Linked DNA regions of Mus musculus: region 1 is linked to region 2. The links are chromatin contacts, called in public Hi-C maps. All regions are on one chromosome and are shown on one strand. Each heading gives the region's core, a stretch centred on a gene start, on an enhancer-like site or on the middle of the called end of the contact. The rest is flanking DNA. Distances are from core to core; before and after follow the strand shown.

Evidence for each region. Hi-C and Micro-C count contacts between places; a contact is called where the count stands out from the background.
Region 1: a contact with region 2 is called in a Hi-C map of cerebellum, with 2.2 times the contacts expected there. The contact joins two enhancer-like sites. A contact is called at or near these places in 1 of 39 promoter capture datasets (embryonic stem cells), 2 of 484 Hi-C or Micro-C datasets (cerebellum and ventral hippocampal neurons), 1 of 115 datasets of contacts at active chromatin or transcription factors (astrocytes) and 1 of 9 other capture datasets (macrophages).

Annotation. Positions count from the first base shown.
Region 1 is chr17:30,199,099-30,202,358 of GRCm38.p6, forward strand. The region is part of intron 5 of Zfand3 (zinc finger, AN1-type domain 3); the gene reads left to right. Among named protein-coding and RNA genes, the nearest start is that of Zfand3, 200 kb to the left of the region's middle. Within about 2 kb of position 1,368, at least 55 of the 459 cell types and tissues checked have an H3K27ac peak or open chromatin away from gene starts, as enhancers often do. A contact at or near this core is called in cerebellum, where this site is marked.
Region 2 is chr17:29,709,319-29,712,529 of GRCm38.p6, forward strand. All of the region lies in intron 1 of Ccdc167 (coiled-coil domain containing 167), which reads right to left. Among named protein-coding and RNA genes, the nearest start is that of Ccdc167, 6.1 kb to the right of the region's middle. Within about 2 kb of position 1,408, at least 39 of the 459 cell types and tissues checked have an H3K27ac peak or open chromatin away from gene starts, as enhancers often do. A contact at or near this core is called in cerebellum, where this site is marked.

The DNA of each region.
Region 1 (3,260 bases), core at 118-2,617, 490 kb after region 2:
GAATCCCCAGTACCTCTTGTTAGATTGTTGTTCCCTCGGGAAGCACAGTAGTTTTTTTTTTGCAGCCTCTCTAGCTCCTGTTAGTGCCACCTTCCTAAGATGCTGCACACGCGTGGCATGTCACCTGTGAACACAGTCACGCTTCCTGGGGCTGTGGGCCTTCCTTCCATTCTTTTCTCCTCTTGTCGGGTAGATGCACAGAGAGGGCCGTAGGTTAAATGCTGAGCACACACTTGCCCTTGGTCCACCTACTGCACCTCCTGCACCCAGGCTTTTCTTCAGTCTTCGGCTGAAATTGTCTTTTCAGCATTAAGTACAATTTAAGGGTTAATTTCCCACCGCTGCCTTCACCCTGGCAAGAGCTAGTGCTTGTGTTTAAGGAGTGTGTCCAAGAGAGTGTGGGAGATGTGCACAGGGCTCAGCAGGGAAGCTGTGTGTGGCTTGTAGGTAGGTTTTCCATACCACAGCGTCACCGCCTGGATTTCCCTGTGGACTGTAGTGCTTACTGTGTCTGTTGACTGCCTGTGCAGTGTCCTTTCCTGCCCTCAGCTGGAGACTTCAGCATCAGTGCACCTCCCTGCCACCCTGTCCTGCCCTGCTGTCCACCTAGGACCCAGCCTGTCTTCGTGAATTCTTTGTGTGTTTCGGTGCCCTGGGTGCCCCTGGTTTAGGACACATGGCCTGAGTGTATTGAGTTATGTGCAGCAGGTTTCTTCTTTGCTTCCTGTGACCTGAAGCTGTTTTCCCCTCCATGCGTCTTGGTGCTCTTCAGCCACAGGATGTAGTAGTTTCTTTCCTCCTCTGCTCAGCCCCAGAATTTCTAGACCACAAATACCAAGCAGACGAGCAGTAAACACTGTTCACCCCTTGAGCCTGTCGCTGCTTTTGCTGGACGATGGCCCAACCCTGGAACATAATTCCTTGTTAGCTGAGATTTCAGTGCCATCTTTTCTCCTAGATGAGTATCAGTGAAGTTTGTGTCTAATTCTGGAAAGTACCGTTACTTAAGCAGGCCAAAGTCTGGATGAGGTCACACAACACAGGTCCTGGAGACAGATTCCAACAAGGCAGCCACTTCAGCTTCTCGTCTTGTTTGCCAGCAGGAGACAGAACACCACCCTGCGATAACAGCAGTGGAAACTGGTTTCTCTGAGCATCTTTTGGGGATGGGGCACAAGACAGGATTTCTCTCGCATAGCTTTGGAACTAGTTCTGTTGACCAGTGTAGCCTCAAACTCAGAGATCCACTTGCCGATGCCTCTCCAGTGCTGGGATTAAAGGTGTGCACCACCTCCCAGCCTCAGCCTGTCTGTTTGCTATGGTCTTGGGTTGTTGGCTCTCACGGTGCTGGGTGTTGTTGGCACTGCAGCTCTTCAGTCTGTGAGACTCAGAGCCAGGCTGCGGGGGAGCCAAGTCCCTGGGACAGGACCAGGAGGGCCTTGAGAGGGCTGGGCTGGGTTAGCTGAGAAGCTGCACCCCTTGCTGACTGACTTAGCACACCTCAGCTCTGCTGAGATGGACTTCACACAGCAGAGTTCAGAGACAGAAACAAAAAAGGTGATTGTGTTAGTGGGTCACTGGAGCACTCAGAAGACCCAGGCGCTGGCTCCCAACAGCCCCCTCCACACCTGTGAGTGAGGCATTCTTCTCATCCTCTCCTCCCAGTCTTGGTTTCCTTGGAGCTTGGGTTCTCAGACTCCCCTACTGTCTGACAGGCTGGATCTGGGCTGTGTGGGGGTGGCAGACAAGTCATATGGACTGACCCCCGACTTCTGACAGCTGCCCTTGGAGTTTTGCAAGGCCCAACAAGCCTCTTCCTCCTGGGTGCTCCCTCCACTCAGGCCAGCGTCCTCTTGGTCTGGGTCAGTCCTGGCCCTCGAGAGGGGGAGCTGAGTTAACACAGGACGGCTTGTGAGTCCTTGTCATTAATACATGGGGCGACATGCTTCTCTGTACTTGCCCTGCCAAGCTACAGATTAATCCAGGAAGAGAGGGAGGCTCTATCTAGATTTACAAGTTAAGGGGCCAGATTTATGTTAATGCTCTTGCTTCGATTAAATCGTTCTTCCCTAGAGCCGAGCTGTTGTACCAGGGTTAATTTTCTGTTGAATTTTGAGTAACTGACCAACATACTAGTGTGGTGATGGGAAGCGGGCAGGAGTGGAGGCTGTGTTGAAGTGACTTCTCCACTGTCCATCCACCCAGGTCATCTGTGACCCCACAGCCTCACATGCTGTCCTTATGTGGCTCTGTGGGAATCTGTGAGCAGATGCTTGGATTGATCACAGCAGTAGAAAAATAAATCTGTTGGCTCACACACATGTCCATTTCAGTCAGTGATTGGGGGGGGGGGGCTTTGTTAGCATTGTGTCCCTTTATGCTAGAAGTCATTCTCTTGTTTTTAGTGAGTTGTCTGTTAGATAAAGTTATTTATTGTCTGTCTTCATTGAATCCTATAAGAATGGAATGAGAATCTCTGCCTCCGTGCTGTTCTCTTTGGGGGAGGTGTGCAGCACATGGGCACACAGAGCACTCAGACACTTCAGATAGAAGTATCACCAAGGCGCAGAGAACTCACAGCAGGCTGCCTGGGAGGAGGTGTCCTGGACCAAGACGACAGTGTGGGCCTGTGTGGACAGCCAGTGCCGTGGGGTCCTGTGGTGTGGGCCTGTATGAACATCCAGTGTCATGGGGTCCCGTGGTATGAGCCTGTGTGGACAGCCAGTGCCTGGGGTCCCGTGGTGTGGCAGGAGAGTGGGGACCGCAGCGCCAAGCCAGGGGCTTGTTGGCCTTAGTAAGTTTATTATTTCTAGCACTGAAGGGTTTTTTAAGCACTGGAGTGACATCATCTGATTCACATTGTAAAAATCCCCCTGTGGTAGAGAAGCAGAAATGCTGGTGTGGAGGCCCTCAAGAATCCTCAGAGGCTGGTGGCCGTGGTGGCTTGGTCTCCAGGAAGTGTAACAGAAAGTGAGATGAGAGACTTTTGGTGATTGCTATTTATACAATTTGAAGTTTATTATATTCATATATTCCATTATTGTATTCAAAGAGGAATGAACACATATGAAATAAGTGCATCCTAAATGGTAACCCATATGTCCCATATGTCCCAAAGTCCTTCTGGATGCTGTGCGAGAGGGGCCTCTGGCCTTCAGCCCCCTGTGCCTGTTCCTTCAGCACAGTGCCCTGGTTCCTGCGGTGCAGCCTTCGCATGCAGTGGAGAACAGGGCAAGCTTGGGCCTGATTTAAGGGTTGTC
Region 2 (3,211 bases), core at 158-2,657:
ACTAAGAGCCCTTCCCTGACTCAGGAATATAGCCTTACTCCCAGAGCTTTAGACAAGTCTCCCTGGGGTCCTATGCACTGTAAAACCACTGTGTTAAGAGAAACTGTAAAATTTGTCTGAAATCCCCAGGAGGCATCTTTTCAGAGGATGGAGCCTCCAGGAATCAAAGCCCCAAATAGGCTCCTCAGAGGCGGGAACTCGTGGCACTTGCACAGACAGCTGCCCCTGCACAGGTCAGGTCAGGCCCCACAGGGTGCCAGCTCTAGGGCTGCTGGCAGGAGCATGGGCAGCTTTTATTCCTTTGATAAGCAGGAGTCAGCAGGAGCCACAGGCTCTTCAGTAGGAGAGTGAAAAACTGAATATAACACTCAACAGAGCACCTGGACGTCAGAAAGGCAATGCCTGGCCCGCAGCGCTGCCACTGCAGCTACCTGAAGGCCAGGCTCTACTGGGAAAGTGCAGAAGTTCCCCTGCCGCTTGGTTCAAGGCCACACCACCCACCCCCTCCGTTTTCTAGGTTGAGAAGAGGTTTCTGCCTCTCAAGGGCCTTGGCTCCTGGGAGCTTCTGGCCAGCCAGTGACAGGAGGGTGGGAAAGGACTTGCCTGGGGGCATGCTCCACCCGACTGGCCAGGAGCTGGCTGGGTACTGAGGACTTAGATGGTGTCATGAGTCTGGATGAGGACATAAGGAGCAGCACTGGGAACCAAGAGTCTAAAAGGTGGATACAACACCTGGAACACATCTGCAGCACTGCCAGGTGCCAGGCTCTGTTCTAGACACTCCACACAGGGGAGGATGGCAGACAACCAGCGTCCACGTCTTACAGACAGGCAGACTTAAGTAAGGAAGCAGCTTATCCAGGTGTGTCCTCTAACCTCATCACCCCACAGCGGAAAGCTGTGACTTTTTAGCCTAGAAGGTAATTCCACCCCCATGCCCTAGGATGGGCAGCTGTCCACATTTAGTCTGACTTTGCATCCACCTTGCAAAGGGGCTGTCACTACTGTGCAGAGAGCCAACTCCCAGCAGAGATGATCAGCAGCTTACATGGCTGAAGGTGGTGGGATTAGGTCCCGGTCCGTGCACGTACCTCCAGTCTTCTCCAGCACCACCATGGCAAACAACCACAACCAACAAGGACTAGTGACATTCAGAAAAAGAGTCAAGCATGGCCCCCGAACCTGTAGAAGCCTGTTGGTCTGGCTTCAACAGATGCTTTCCTCGGGGTGACCTTGTGCCTGGCTGTGCTTGGTCTCTTTTCACACAACAGATGCGCTGCCTGGAAGGACCTGCCTGCAGTCCATGTGCTGGGAGATCGAGGCGCCAGGAGCCTGGCGTCTGTCTGCATACTAAGCTGACTGTCCCTTCACAAACACCCTCCCCCACATTGCCACGCTGTCAAAAGTAACCTCCCAAATGCACGCAAAACATGTCGGAGTTTGGATAAGGAAGTGTGTGGGCTAGCTAGTAAACCCTCTCCATCCCCCAAAGGGCATCAAAGCTTCCTCCTCTTCTAATTCACTGCCTGGGAAGCTGGTCCAAGAAATCCACTCATTTTCACACATCAGGAGCCCCGGGATGTTTACTGTAATGGGTAAAGGCGATAGACCGCCTACCCAGATGGTCCCTGGCAATACCACTGGGGCTTTCCGTCTGTGGCCTCCAAGTCACACAGCCATGTCACAGGGGACAGTGTACCTTATCTTCCAGGTAGCCAGCTTCACACCTAAATGGCTGATCCCCATGACATTGGTTAAGCGATATTTTTCCGTGGAGGAGGCTTTCCGAACTGTCGGTAAGAAAGCAAACCACCAGAGCCCCCCAAATCAACAGGCCTGGTGTAAACTTTCTCTTCCAGGCAGAGCAGGTCAAGAAAGTGGGCCTCCCAATATCTCGTAGGTGGCTAGTGACAGCAACCCCACCCACCCCGCTCGTGAGTATGAGGGCTGCAGTGGTCCAGTAGAGCTGCCAAGGTCAGCACAGGGAGGAGCTATACAGCTTTGGAAGTCGCTCTGCAGGCCAGACCTTGCCCTAAGCCTTCAGCTGCTCTAGGCCAAAATGGAATCTGGGGTTTGGTTTCTTTTCTTTCTCCCCAGATCTATTTTTTGATAAACTGGCAAAAGCTGCTCCATCGCTGAAAGGCTCAAAGCATTTTTCAAGAGCTGGCATCCGCCCCGTGCCTTATGAATTCATTAATTAGGACGCTGGCAAACAGCCACTCCACACATGCTGACATCCAGCAGTGTTAGGTAATGAGGTTTTAGTCTCCTGACCTCCGTTAAGTGGAGCGGTGCCAGATGCAGGCTGCCGAGAGAATCACCTGCCCGATGGCGACCTGTCGCCTCCACCTGAGCAGGTGAGGATCATTTAGTGGTCAACAGGCCCTGAACGGCCCATGTGCCAGACTCTCCCAGCAAGGCAGCAGTTAGTGTGAGACCCCAACTCCACACCCAGCCGGAATCGACACTGCCTTCTGCCACCTAGGCCAACTGGGTAAGTACTTCCTTCCAGCCAGGACACTGCCTCTCACCCTGTCCCAGGAGATTGGGGGCTTTCCCACAGCTAGTACACAGCTCACCCTAGGACTCCGAGACTAACCGTGGTCAGTTAATGCAGGCTAAACCATTTCTTTCCCAAAGCCTCCACCTGCCCTGTCCTCAGTCTGTCTGCTGAGAACCAGGGGACACTAACTGCTTCCCATGTGCTTTTATCCCTCACTGAAGACACTGTTAGCTGCCAGTCCAGGGCCAACACCCAGCCCTTCTGCTCAGCTCACCTGCACTGCAGACGTTGGGATAAAAAGTCTGTTGACAGCCAGGGTCACACACAGCTCTGCTCCAGGCAATGAGATGTTCCAGATGTCATCTGGGAGACTCCTAGGAGTTTATGCTTGGCTAGTTAAGAGCCTTGATTTATGGGTAAATGTGACGGCTGAGCTATATGGCAGCTGTCTTGTGACTATGGACACAGTTAAGGGTATGCAGAAACACTAGCCCTGCTATTAAGTACTAGCTACTGAACTTCTGAACCAGGGCAGGAGCCTAGCCACCATTCCCATGTGCGTTAAGACACACACTCCAGTCTTCTGAAACCCGACAGACAAAACTCTCCAAACGGACAAGAATTGTGTACTAGGACCAAATCTAGCCCAGTTATCTCCTTCAGGATGTCGGCTGGGGACTTAGCTCGGCAGCAGAGCACCTTCCAAGC